Regions from separate parts of the Mus musculus genome. Here all the other regions are linked to region 3. A link is a contact called in public HiChIP or PLAC-seq data. All regions are on one chromosome and are shown on one strand. The core of a region is the stretch at or near the end of the contact, and the rest is flanking DNA. Distances in the headings are between cores, read along the strand shown. Region 1 overlaps Fancm (Fanconi anemia, complementation group M). Region 2 overlaps Mis18bp1 (MIS18 binding protein 1). Region 3 holds the start of Prpf39 (pre-mRNA processing factor 39).

Region 1 (4,439 bases), core at 959-3,458, 77 kb after region 3:
ACAGCCTCATACAATGGCTTCTCCGGGCCTACATGCAGGGACTCCGCTGCCAGCCTCCTGGCTTCAGCAAGTTACCTAAGCTGTGGAAGATTCCACAACCCCTTTACTGCTGCATCTTTTTCCACTCTATAAAGGCAAAACCATGTGGTGGACGTGGATGCTGCCAAGTTCTGTTGCCTGTTTGGGCTGAAACCTGGCCCCCTCCTCGAATTACATTTGCCAGTTTTGCTTTGTTGTTGCTCCCTAGGAACAGAACTTTTTTTAGGCCTTTTCTTTTTACAAATTGCAGGATTATTTCAGCAGGGTCACTCCCTGAGGACACCACTCCCTCTATTCTCTTTTTTCCTTATCTCTTTCAACTCAAACCCTGGCTACCACATTAAATACCCTGATGCTCTTTTTCACTTGCATAAGAGTGACTGCTAATCGGGCAGTGGTGGCACAGGCCTTTGCCTTTAATCCCAGGACCTGGGAGGCAGAGGCAGGTAGATTTCTGAGGCCAGCCTGGTCTATAGAGTGAGTTCCAGGGCTACACAGAGAAACCCTGTCTCGAAACACCAAAAAAAAAAAAAAAAAAAAAAAAAGAGCGACCACTAATGACTATGTGACAGAGTCAGATTAGGCTGTCTTGAATTGAAGTCTGTTGCAAAGGTAGTCAAAAGCGCTTCAGGCACAGTCTTGGGCCAGCTATGCCCATTGCTAAAACATCCCAAGAATGGTCTCTAGAGAGGATCCCTGCAGGTGTCAGACAGGAAGCAACTGTGCAAAGAGATTTGGGGAGTCTAATCCTAAGCAGTGCATGGTCGGCATATTTAAAACCCAGTACAACTTGGGGAAAGGGTTGCAGGCAGCTCAGTCCAGTCAGTCCAATTCCAGTTGCACAATAAAGTGTAAGGGCTGACTGCATAGAAACTGTTTTACAAAGTTCACGTGACCGTGAGGGTGGGTTCTATAGCTTAACAGCCTAGAGTCTAGCAAAGCCACTTCCACTTTTCTGGGCAGGAAAACAGGCATTTTATCTCCTCCAATAAGAAGTCCCAGTGTGTTTAATCCTAGTTTTCCTGATGCTCTGGTTGCACAGACTTTTGTGCCCCTAGCTGTCTCTATTCTATTTGCTGATATTGTTACCCTCTCTGTATCCTTGCACTGTGCTTCCACAGCCCACATTGCTCTCAACACTACTGTCTTCCAATCCCCTACCAGTCCTCCACAGCTCTCCAAAAACATCATGGTCAAACCTGTCACATCTGTAGTACTCCAGGTACCAGCCTGTTTTAGTACCTACCCACCCTCCCTCCCTCCCTTCCTTCCTTTTTAATGTACATTGATATTTTGCCTGCATATACGTCTGAGTGAGGATGTTACACAGGAAAAGGTTACGGGCAGCTCTGTATTCTGCCATGTGGGTGCTGGGAATTGAACCTGGGTCCTTTGGAAGAACAGCTGGTGCTCTTAACTGCTGAGCCATCTCTCCAGCCCTGTCTTAGTTACCTTTTGATTGCTTTAAAGAGATGCTATGACCAAGGCAACTTATAGAAGAGTTTATTGACATTCCAACATCGTGGTGTTGGAAGCATAGCAGCAAGCACACCTGGTGCTAGAAAAGAGCTGAGAGCTCACATCTGATCCACAAGCACAAGGCAGAGAGCTAACTGTGAATGGCATGGACTTAAAAACCTTAACATCTGTCCCCAGTGGCACACCTCTTCTAATACCCACACCTGCTAACCCTTTCCAAGTGTTCTCAACAACTGGGGCCCAAGTATTCAAACATAGGAAAGTACAGAGCCATTCTCATTCAAACCACAACAGTGTGTATGGTATATACTATGTGTAGAATGGGGGTGCACACATGCCAGTTTGAGTGTGTGAAAGTCAATGGATAATTTTTAGGGGTTTTGTCCTAGCATAGGTTCTAGAGACCATACCTGGGTCTTCGGGTTCAAATGCTTAATTTCACACACACACACACACACACACACACACACATTATATTTAACTAAAAGTATTTTAGATTTTTAGTGAACCCAGGCTACCCTTGAATTCCCTGTGTAGCAGAGGATGACCTTGAAGTTTCACTCCTACCCAGCTCTCTGATCCTGGGATTGCTGGCTTGGGCAGCCATAGCAGATTTATTTAGCACCACTCCCAGTTTGTTAGTGCTGGGGATGGAAATCAAGAAAGCTTTGTGCATGCTGAGCCAACTGAGCTACACCCACCACATCCCACACCCCAGCTCCACTGAAGGCTTTTGTTAGGAACTAAGTCTATCCTACACTGAAGGGGAAAGAGAAATTGTGATCAGCTAGGAAGAGTAGGGAAGAGACTCCACAGGCTGTTCTCTGATCTCCCTATGTGTGCTGTGCCTTACGAATGTCCCACACATGGTAAATGTTTCATTTAAAAAAAAAAAAAAGGCATGATGGACTGATAAGAGCACATTTGCTTTTTCTCTTTACATTTTGTAAGTTGGGGCTTCATTTTAAATACATATTTTTATAAGTTTATTTTTATTTCCTGTATATGAGTAGTATTTTGCCTGCACAAGTGAAAGTATACCACATGCATGGTAATACCCTTGGATATTAGAATAGGGTGTTGTATTCCCTAGAAATAGAGTTACAGAAAGTTGTAAATGCCATGTGGGTGCTGGGAACTGAACCCTGGTCCTCTGTAAGAGCAGCTAATGCTCTAACTACTAAGCTATCTCTCCAGGCTCTTAAATATGTATTTATCAGCAAACTAATGTCTTTTATTCTTCTCTGTTCTTTTTTTTAAAATACTGTAAAGTTTATGTATATGTGTATGTGTGTGTGTATGTATGTGTATACACACACACATCTTTGTGAACATATGTCACATGTCTGTTTGTCTTTGGAAGATTAAGAAATTTAGGACATTTTTATTATGGTAATCAGTAATATGATTGTGATAGAGTAACTTTAACTATTGACCAGATTCATTTTTCAATTATAGTTGAACACTTAACTAGTGAAAGCGAAGATGATGTTTTCCTGAGAAAAACTAAAAAACCAAAAAGAAATGTCCTAAAGTCCCCGGAGGTAAGTCATTCCTTCCCCACAGTGCTGCAGTCAGTGAAGCCATGCTCCCGCTTCCTGACTGTGTTATATCTTAAACTGTTTGTCTGTTTCATCCAGGATCAGAAAAACAACGAAGTTGACTCACCCATTCATGCTGTAAAAAAACCCAGAGTTCTCAGGGTAAGTAAATTACAGGCGTTTTTATTCCTAGGGGTGTGGGGGTGTCTATTTGTGTCTGTGCCTGTCTCTGGGAGGCAAGAAAGGTCATCAGAGGCCCTGGAGCTGAAATTACAATGGTTGGAGCCACCCAGCACGGGTGCTGGGAAGCAGACTCGGGTCCTTGGAAGAGCAGTGTGTACTCTTAACCACTGAGTCATCTTTTCAGCCACAGTAACCTAAATTGTTTTAGGATAAGTAATATAAGAAAAAGCATGCACAGAAGAAAAAATTAGTATATTTGATCTTACAGGTATATGCTTAGTAGAACAATAGACACTATCTTTTGGTTTTGTTTTTGTTTTTCCAAGATAAGGTTTCTCTGTCCTGGAACTCACCCCATAGACCAAATTGGCCCCAAACTCAGATCCACCTGCCTCTGCCTCCTGAGTGCTGGGATTAAAGGTGTGCGCTACCACCATCACATAGCTAACACCATATCTTATGTGATTAGAATTTCTACTTCTACAAAAGAAATGGATTCATTATAAGCTTTCCTGATGATAACAATATAAATAATAAAGAAACAGAAATACAATGAATAAAAAAGAAAGCAGGTTACGGAGGTGTAATTTTTGAAGTTGAGATAAGAAAAAAAGCAGCCTTTAGCCTAAACATTAGGAGTTGTGTGTAGGAAGCTTCTTGAGAGAGGATCAACACCACAGCTAGCAAGGAAGCTGGGTGAGAAGGGTGCTGTCCATAATAGACAGCTCACACAGAGCCCATGGAGGGCAATTGCACCTCCATTCTATGAGGTCTTGAACCAGACTTTGTCCTGCCTCCTCCAAGCTAGGGACTTCTAACTGCTTCATGCTTAAAATAGTACCTTTGTGTTTTCGGCCCCCCTCAATCCACGGGAAATTAGGGTTCTGGATGGTTGGGCAAGGAGTTGGCCAGGAGAAGGGTGACAAATACAGACACAAGGGAGTGTGGTATCTAAATGTATTTCTGTCAAAGTGAGCATCAGTCTTTTATATTACAGGAAACAAAGAAATTAGTGATACATTAAGGCCATTCAAGGTACTTTGAAGTTATCTGATGCAAAATTACTTTTACAACAAAACAGAGGAATGCGTACTTAAAAGCTAACTGGAACAACTGGGATAAAATCAATGCTAACAATTGGGATCAAAAGCAGCCCCACCTAAGGTCTGTTTAATCTTAAAAGCCAGGGGCAAGGGC
Region 2 (3,945 bases), core at 1,367-3,866, 120 kb after region 3:
CTAGAAATGATAATAAGCAACCAGCCAAAGTTAAGAAAACTTGATGACTTTTGTAAAAAGAAAGGATTGAGAAAGAGCTAAAGCTTTGGTAAGTGAAATGTCTGCCATCATTTACACTTCTAAATTATTACTTTCTTTGGTCTAGAAAAGATAAATAAGTTTCAAGGAGAAAGAGTTTAAATGACACAACGCCATTAGAGAGAGATGTAGTATATTTACATCTAACATGGTGCCACAGCTTTAGCAAAAATAATGTGCAATTCTCAGAGATTTTAAAAATTTGTATAGATCTTAGCTACAAAGTCAAGGTAAAATTCCAAGAAATGTACATAAAGGATTTCGGTAACTTTTATCATCTTACTATTATTTCATACATTATTTGTGAAAGTAGGGTAGTGTGAGAGGTAGATTATAATGTTAAAAAAGAGCTGACATAACAATTCTACCAACCTTTAAAGCACTTGCCACTTGAGTTTATATGCAAGTTCCTCCATAAAAGCAAATATAGATACTTGTCTCTACTACAAGATTGCTGATAGTGATAGTCTAAATATAATCTTTCATTAATATATTTATCAGGGGGTTGGGATTGTGATAAAGATTTACTCCGTGAAATAAAAAGAACGATGAAGCAGCAGTCTGCAACACAGTCACCTTAGTATAAAAAAGTATAAAAAAGAAGGAATTTTAAGGTCCTAATCAGTCAAAGAGCACCACACCACACATCACATACTACAAACAGTGTTAAGTTTATATAAGACTCTACCACTTCAGCAACAAAGAAAAATTTAGACCTACCTAAGCTATTATCATTAAGGTCATACGTGATGCTGGCCTTTTGGAGGACATAAGTTTCTTTATCTTCTGCATCTTTTTTTTTTGATTTTTGTTTTTCTTGGACTCTTGCTGTTTCCTGTCTGGTCTTGTTCTTTTTTTCAGCCCTAAAATAGTTGTGTTATTGCTTTCTCAAATATTGGTTCTCAACAACAACAATTAAAAAAAGGATGAAAGAAAAGAGAAGAAGAGAAGAGAAGAGCGCATCCCCACCAACAGGATAATCACAGAGCTCAAGGCCAGACTGGGCTACATACTGAGGTTAACCTGTTACATGAGACCCTTCTCAAAGCAAATATTTTTAAAAGACAAACAAACAAAAATATGTAATCTTATTTAAGAAAACTACATGACAATGAGTGTCCAGAAATAAAGTACTTACCTAGTAAATGTGAGGCCAGGATTAAAAAGCACTATTGGGAAGTTGTCTAGTTCTATAAGCAAGTTTTACTGAGACACAGCCATGCTCAATTTACACTACCTACAGTTGCTTTTCTGTTGAAAAGACAGAGTTAAATGGTCGAGAAAAGAAGCAACATGTCCAGAAAAATACCACCTGACACGTTCGAGGAAGAAATAGTCACCAGTTCTTATTATACAATACCTGTACTCAGATGAAGTTTAAAACTCTCTATCTCCTACTATCTCCTGAAGAACAAGAATTTATAAAATTTTTCTCTCAGTGTCTGCTAAGTACCTGGTAGGTACTCAAAAACTAATGAAAATTAACGGAGAAAAACGAATCAAGAATTTCAGTCCAATATTTAACAACTACACGCCATCCAAAGGGTAGGCGATTGATGAATTCTCCTTAGAAATGTGTCTCCAATTTTATTTTCTTTTTCAATTTACTCAACATGACAGAAAGTCTAATAAAGGTTTATTATTTCTAAAACCCCTAAAATCACAAAAATCTTCAAAACTATCACACAAACACAAAAACCCAGCAAAACCACATTACATCGGTTACATAAACATGAATTTGAAAAGGCACAGTATATTTTTTTATCTAAAATGAGTACATTTTAGGGACCATAACTTATACCTTGAAAAGCTGATTTTTAAAAATTTAGACAGTTTACCTTAATTGTTCTAGAAATTTATCAATGTGTTCCTTCCAGTTGTGGGGAAATCCAAACATAAATTTTCTTGTGAGATAACAGGGATATCCTATTTAACAATGAGCAAAACAAATACAAAATTATTTTAATTTAAAAAATAGAAAATGAAATTATCCAAAAGCCTAGGCTTTTAAAGAGGTCTCTCTAATTCACTGTCAGTCAAGAAATATGTACTTCTTTCTTGTTGTTGTTGTTTGTTTTTCGAGACAGGGTTTCTCTGTGTAGCCCTTGGCTGTCCTGGAACTCACTCTGTAGACCAGGCTGGCCTCGAACTCAGAAATCTGCCTGCCTCTGCCTCCTGAGTGCTGGGATTAAAGGCGTGCGCCACCATGCCTGGCAAAATGTGTACTTCTGATTCACTATATGCTAAGTACTGCTAGAGTACTGAGGACCCATTAGTTAGGGAAATAAAATCCCCATCATTACACACTGAATTTCTATTATATAAGAGAAGAAGCAAATGCAGAAAGTAAAATTCTTTGCTAGATTGATATCACAGAAAAAGTAGTTAAACATATTCATAGGAGAAAAGGAGAAGACAGCAATTTCAAAAGGAGGTAGTCAGGGAAATTCTACTGACATAGAAAGCCAGGGCATAGGAACCTGAGGGAATGAGTCATATGGGAAAATGGAATCCAAATATTAAAAATAGGAAATGAAAAGCCTTGTGACAGAGAGCTGGTTTGTTTGTGAAATAAGACAAGCAAAGCTGAACTGTAATGAAGAGTCAGTACTAGGCATATACTGAAATGAGTAATAAAAGTCGTGATTGTGTGGGACACTACAAGGGGTCGGGTCAATTTATGATCCTGGGATTTATTTAGGAAAGAGGAGAGGCTATAGAAAGATTTAACTAATAATGATGCCCACTTACCTGCTTCTTTCATGGAGACCGAGTCTATCAATCCTTTTAAGATATAAATGTTGCCTGATAAGGTCCTAAGTTCATTGTGTTTAATCCGCTCTATAATTACATTGCTATGCCAATAAACATCAGTCATATCTCTAGGGGGGGAAAAGAATAAGTTTAATAAGGTCAAAGTATTTATACTTTACTAGGAACTGTATATACACATAGAAGCATACAAACTTATAATGAAGGACTGGGTGTGAGCCAGTTATGTGTAATCTCAACACCTTGTATATAAAAGCAGGAGGAGTGCTCTAGGTTTGAGACCAGCTTGTTCTACATACTAAGTTCCATGCCAACGAGGGCTTCATAGTGAGATGCAATCTTGATGTCACTCTCCACTTCAAAAAGGAAGTATTCATTCTGTACTCTTAGCTATCACAACAATAACAGCATTATTAATCTAATTACAAAACATCTGAGGACTAACCAGTACAGAATTCAACTGCTTGGCTAATGTGATCCTCAGAGTCTATGCCAAGAAACTATACTGTGGTCAATCAATCTATATACCTGATATAAGATATAGCATTAGCAAGGAAAGAAAAACTGTCAACAAACATTTCCTGATGGCAACATCTGACATTTCAGCTTAATAGTTCCTAAGCCTTCAAAGATTTTGGTGGCCCTTCACATTTTTGTTGGCTTTTTGTAGAAATGCTATTTTTGTTTATTCAGATACTGTCTTTCTGGGATTTTTTTCCCACATATTTGTGTGCACACCATGGAATTCATATAGAGCCAGAAATAGCTTCTGGGAATCAGTCCTTTACTACCAACTTATGGAACCTGGGGACCAAACTAAGGCTGTATAGCCTTGCAGCAGGCTCTGCCCTGTGAGCCATCTTGCTGGCTCCTGGGTCTTACGATGCTACCCAAGATAGCCTTAGACTTCTACATCCTCCAACTACCTGAGATTACAGATTACATGTGCACCCAACTCCCTCCCGCCTACTTCATGTTCAAAAATGTCAAGTACATCTATCTCATTTTAAAGGTTTTTTTTTCATATTTTTAAAAATATAAATACATAGGCCAATATTTTTACCTTCTATTTTGTAAAGAGGGTCTACTTAAGAG
Region 3 (4,443 bases), core at 817-3,316:
CGCCATCTTGTAACGGCGAATGTGGGCGCGGCTCCCAACAGGAAACCTGGGATCTGAAAGCAGCAGCAGCTGATATGGACAGAGACACTTTCATCAGACCTAAGAGCCCTAAACAGAGAATGCTAAATGAATACCCTGACTTTACTCCTTCATGCCATTCAGACAAGGACAACTGGCCAAATCCAACAGGAACCTCGGAGCAAAGGAATTCACTGATACAGTATGTAAGGGTCAGTCTCCAGAGAACAGAGCAGGCTGGCATAGAATTGATCAGGAGGAGTACATGTATTCAGTATCCTAAGAGTAGCAGAATTACAGTCATGAAGTAGCAACGACGTTTTTTTATGGCTGGGTCATCACATGAGGAACTGTATTAAAGGGTGGATGCTTTAGAAAGGTTGGGAACTATTAGACTATGAACCACAGTCCACAGTATTTTGGTCTAACCACTTATTTCTTCGTTATACTTAGATCTGGGATATACAATTTACTTTAGGGCAAACTATGGCTTGATCGATTTTTAAAGTAGTTTGTGTGGCGTTCTTTTTGTTGCTGCTGCTGCTGCTTTGAGTTTCGTGTAACCTAGACTCACCTCAAGCTCAAGCAGCTGAATATTATCTCAAACTTCTGATTCTTCTTCTGCCACTACCCAAGTCGGATTATAGACTTGTATCATGATTCCTGGGTAATTTATGTTTTCATGTGATGAACACACTTTAGTCAAATCAAATAGAATACATAAGAATTCTTGAGCAGTGAATTAGGAGTTTGGGAAGGTAAAACAGTGAGAGAGTTGATGTGATTGTTAAAGACTGCCCTGACCATAGGAATGCAAGCATTTGGTTCACATACATACATACATACACAGGCAGACACATGCATAAAAATAAATACATCTTTAAAAAAACAATGCCCTCTCTTGACTGCCCTTTCAGATGGTATACGTTTAAAAGTTGCTGGGTTTTTGTTGTTGTTGTTTTGTTTGTTTGTTTTTCAAGACAGTGTTTCTCTGTGATCCTTGGCTGTCCTGGAACTCACTTTGTAGACCAGGCTGGCCTCGGACTCAGAAATCTGCCTGCCTCTGTCTCTGGAGTGCTGGGATTAAAGGTGTTCGCCACCACGCCTGGCAAGTTGCTGATTGTTAGAGAATACAAAACTGCCCAATTAAGAGGTAAAGGGAAAAGCGTGACTATTTCATGCCCAACGGGGAGGAGTTGGCTATTTGGGAGCAGAGAAGCAGTTGAAGAGGTTTATACACCGTTACAAATCATCTTAAGGGCTTGAGAGAGGGCTCCGCGGTTAAAAGCACTGACTGCTCTTCCAAAGGTCTTGAGTTCAAATCCAAGCAACCATATGGTGGCTCACAACCATCCCTAATGACACCTGACACTCTCTTCTGGTGCGTCTGAAGACAGCTACAGTGTACTTAGATATAATAATAAATCTTTTAAAAAATCATCTTAAAAAGAAACATTCTGGAGACCAGTTCTAGAGGGAAGAGTAAAAGCCCAGTTGTGAGTTCTCTGAAATTCCAAATGGAAGATCGGTGAGTGAGAAAACATTCGCTCGCTCAATTGTCTATAGTTTTACTGACGGAAGACGAGATTTTTTTTTAAAAAACGGATATTTAAGAGTGGGGACTAGGATATAAACAACTGAAGAGGGCTGCTAAGATCATCAACACCAAGCTGCCTCTCTTTGCCCTGAAAGTTTTATGCCCAAATCCTTCAGAGCCTTTAACTCTCAAGCCCAAATGGTTAGTTTCGACATGCAGAATACGATTTAATCAGCCCATACTGTTTTGAGGTTTAGAAGTTTTAGGCTGAATTTCTGGCCATTTCCTGACACATTTTTCATGTGTAAAGCCTTGGCGGTTAGGAAAAGAATTACGATATTTTAGAGGTTTTTTTTGGAGACTGACGCTGGGCAACAAGTGCTGCTTAGCACAACCGGCTTCGCTATGGTTTGGGAAGCTAAGTTTGCGACTGGAGGCCACCCGGGGCGGGGCCTCGGTTGCGCGCGTCACGTGACCGCTGCGCCTTCGGAGCCGCCGGCGCGTGCGCAGTGTGATCCCGAAGAGGCGGCGGCGGCGCTGGTGGTGGTGGCTGCGGTAGCTGCGTGGAGCGAGGCGGTGGCAGGCCCACCTTTGGCGATCTTGGCCCAGGCTTCGGCTCATGGCACCGAGCAGCATCCATAGTGAGGTAACTGGGGGCGGACGGCGTGAGGCGGGCGGCAGGGGAGGCGCCGGGACGGGAAGGGCCTGCGCCACCTCAGGCCGCACCGGGCCGCGGCCTCCCCCGCCTGTCCGGCTCGAGGCCTGGCGCGGGGCGCGCGTCTCCTTCCCAATCCCACCTGTTGGGAAGAGCAGGCCTGGGATCTGCACCTTGAGCGGCGCCTCGCTTCAGGGGTGCGGCGGGGCGGGAGCCTCAGCCTGGATTATCGAAGCTGCTAACTGCTGAGGCTGAGTCCCCTGCTTCTCTAGAGCCGAGGGCCAGAACGTTTCCCATTGCACAGCAGCGTAAGCAAGCGGGTTTTTTTTTTTTTGGGGGGGAGGGGGGGAGGGGAGGCGACGCGGACACTTGGAAACAGCCTAGTAGAGTCTTTTTTAAAAAACAATCTGCTTATATAGATTTTTTTTTTTAACCTTTCGTGCTCAGGAGTCTGCGCGGTCTTTAAGTTAGTAAATACTATTCGGCATTCCCAATGTTAAGGGATTAGTAGTAATGTAGTAAGATTAGTAATGATGCAGTAATACGGTGTAGCTTTATGCAGATTCAGATGCCCGGTGTTCACGAACTTAACACTAGAAAGCTAATCTAACGTTTTCAGAAATACTTTAAAATTTTCAGCTGGTAGAAATGGTAATGCTAGGACTGTACGGATTCATAGACAAGAATAGGAAGCTAAGGCCGGGACCCATGGCAGTTTTTTTTTTTATAGTTCGTTTGAGAAAAATAGCAACAGCTGTTAAATTCCTTACTCTTCTCGTGTTTATAATCTCATTCTAGAGTTAAAAACTGTTATTCCGTGTGTTATTCATGCGCACTGGAGCTGTGTCATGTGCATGAGAACAGGAGTACCGTGGTCCCTTGAGGCTTGGCAGCTAGTGTCTTTAACTGTTGAGCTGCCTCTCAGACCCCAGAATTTTTAAAAGACTCAATATTTAGTGCTATTTGTATCTTAAAGTTGAATTGAGGAACAAAAAATTTGAACATCGTTGTAAAAGTTAGAGTTTTATTTTCAGAGAGGAGCAAAATTGTCTGTTACGCGTTAAGAGCTCTGTGTAAGACATAATCTCTGACGATTATGGAGACATTGTAAATACATAAGCAAGGTTCAATTTCTGGGACCTAATTGTTTAAAATGAGGAAACAAGATGTCTGTGAACATCCTACTTAGTCTCTAAAAACCGGTTGCCAAAACCACTTGTTGTAATAACCCCTTTTACAGCCTAGGGATGCAGGTGACTCATCGGGGCTGAGACTCTGAGTGATTCCGGATTGGAAACCAGCTAGCTAGCTAAGGAATGACTTAATTGGTCTGTGGTAATGCTCAGTGATATATAGTGTGTTTTATATGTCTTTATGGGCATAGGCATGGGAAGCATTAGGGAAAGAAAGTATTAGAGTTCAGGTGCATCATATTTAATGAGTTTCATGTTTAAGTCATCTAAAATTCCTTTTAACTTTTAAAACAGCATACTGATTGTTAGGCAAGTGTTTAACTTAATAGACCTCAGATAAAATAAATGGCAATTTTCAGGATGGAGGAACTGTGTTTCGATGTTATGCATACTTAATTTCCTACCTCATATATTTAAGCCTGCCATCCCTATGATAAATTTTATAAGAAGATGTCATGGCATAAGTATCCATTAATGTGGGGAGTTGTGGAAAGGAAGAGTTTTGTTAATCCGAGGAATAGCATATTGGCAAGAGTCACAAGGGAAAAGTGTCCTGAGCTCCTGAAGTAGTGATGAGGAATAGAACTGTATAATGAGTACGTTCAGAAAGGTAAAGTAGGACTGGAGGTGTCATTTGTTCAGCTGTTCCTAGGAATACAACATTGAGCAAAACAAAGTTCCTTTCTCTCTAAATCTCTTGATATAGTAAGATTTATTTATCTGCATCAATAATACCGCATTGTGCATTTTATTTTTTGCTGCACCCAAAATAGAAGCTGTATTTATTATTTGAATTGTGTGTGTATCTCAGCACATGCCCATAAAGTGTGTATCTGCTTTTTTTTTTTTTTTTAACCCTTTTTCTTCTGTGTGTGTATGTGTCTGTGTGGTGCATTGTCAACGCTGGTGAGTATGGAGGTCGGAAGTGTGGATGGCATTGCTGCCGGGGAATACCCCATGGGAACAGGAGATGCTATAAACAACTGAGCATCTCTCCAGCCCCAATACATTGTCTTCTATGTAGCTGCATCTGGCTGTAT

Evidence for each region. HiChIP or PLAC-seq counts read pairs in DNA pulled down with a chosen protein or histone mark.
Region 1: an H3K27ac HiChIP or PLAC-seq map of embryonic stem cells shows a contact between it and region 3, with 9 read pairs. The contact joins the enhancer-like site here to the promoter of Prpf39 in region 3. A contact is called at or near these places in 3 of 39 promoter capture datasets (the C10 cell line, cranial neural crest and embryonic stem cells), 2 of 115 datasets of contacts at active chromatin or transcription factors (both in embryonic stem cells) and 4 of 9 other capture datasets (adipose tissue, embryonic stem cells, liver and 1 more).
Region 2: an H3K4me3 HiChIP or PLAC-seq map of bone marrow-derived macrophages shows a contact between it and region 3, with 2.2 times the contacts expected there. The contact joins the enhancer-like site here to the promoter of Prpf39 in region 3. A contact is called at or near these places in 2 of 39 promoter capture datasets (hematopoietic stem and progenitor cells and pre-B cells), 4 of 115 datasets of contacts at active chromatin or transcription factors (bone marrow-derived macrophages, effector CD8 T cells and embryonic stem cells) and 2 of 9 other capture datasets (adipose tissue and liver).

What each region holds. Positions count from the first base shown.
Region 1 is chr12:65,110,798-65,115,236 of GRCm38.p6, forward strand. Fancm (Fanconi anemia, complementation group M) reads left to right here. Exons shown (of 23, transcript NM_178912.4): 15 at 2,977-3,062; 16 at 3,159-3,221. Among named protein-coding and RNA genes, the nearest start is that of Fancm, 37 kb to the left of the region's middle. Within about 2 kb of position 2,209, at least 13 of the 459 cell types and tissues checked have an H3K27ac peak or open chromatin away from gene starts, as enhancers often do. A contact at or near this core is called in embryonic stem cells, where this site is marked.
Region 2 is chr12:65,151,890-65,155,834 of GRCm38.p6, forward strand. It overlaps Mis18bp1 (MIS18 binding protein 1), which reads right to left. Exons shown (of 14, transcript NM_172578.2): 5 at 2,830-2,960; 6 at 1,917-2,004; 7 at 799-941. Among named protein-coding and RNA genes, the nearest start is that of Mis18bp1, 19 kb to the right of the region's middle. Within about 2 kb of position 2,617, at least 5 of the 459 cell types and tissues checked have an H3K27ac peak or open chromatin away from gene starts, as enhancers often do. A contact at or near this core is called in bone marrow-derived macrophages, where this site is marked.
Region 3 is chr12:65,034,268-65,038,710 of GRCm38.p6, forward strand. Prpf39 (pre-mRNA processing factor 39) reads left to right here and starts at 2,067. Exons shown (of 14, transcript NM_177806.3): 1 at 2,067-2,201.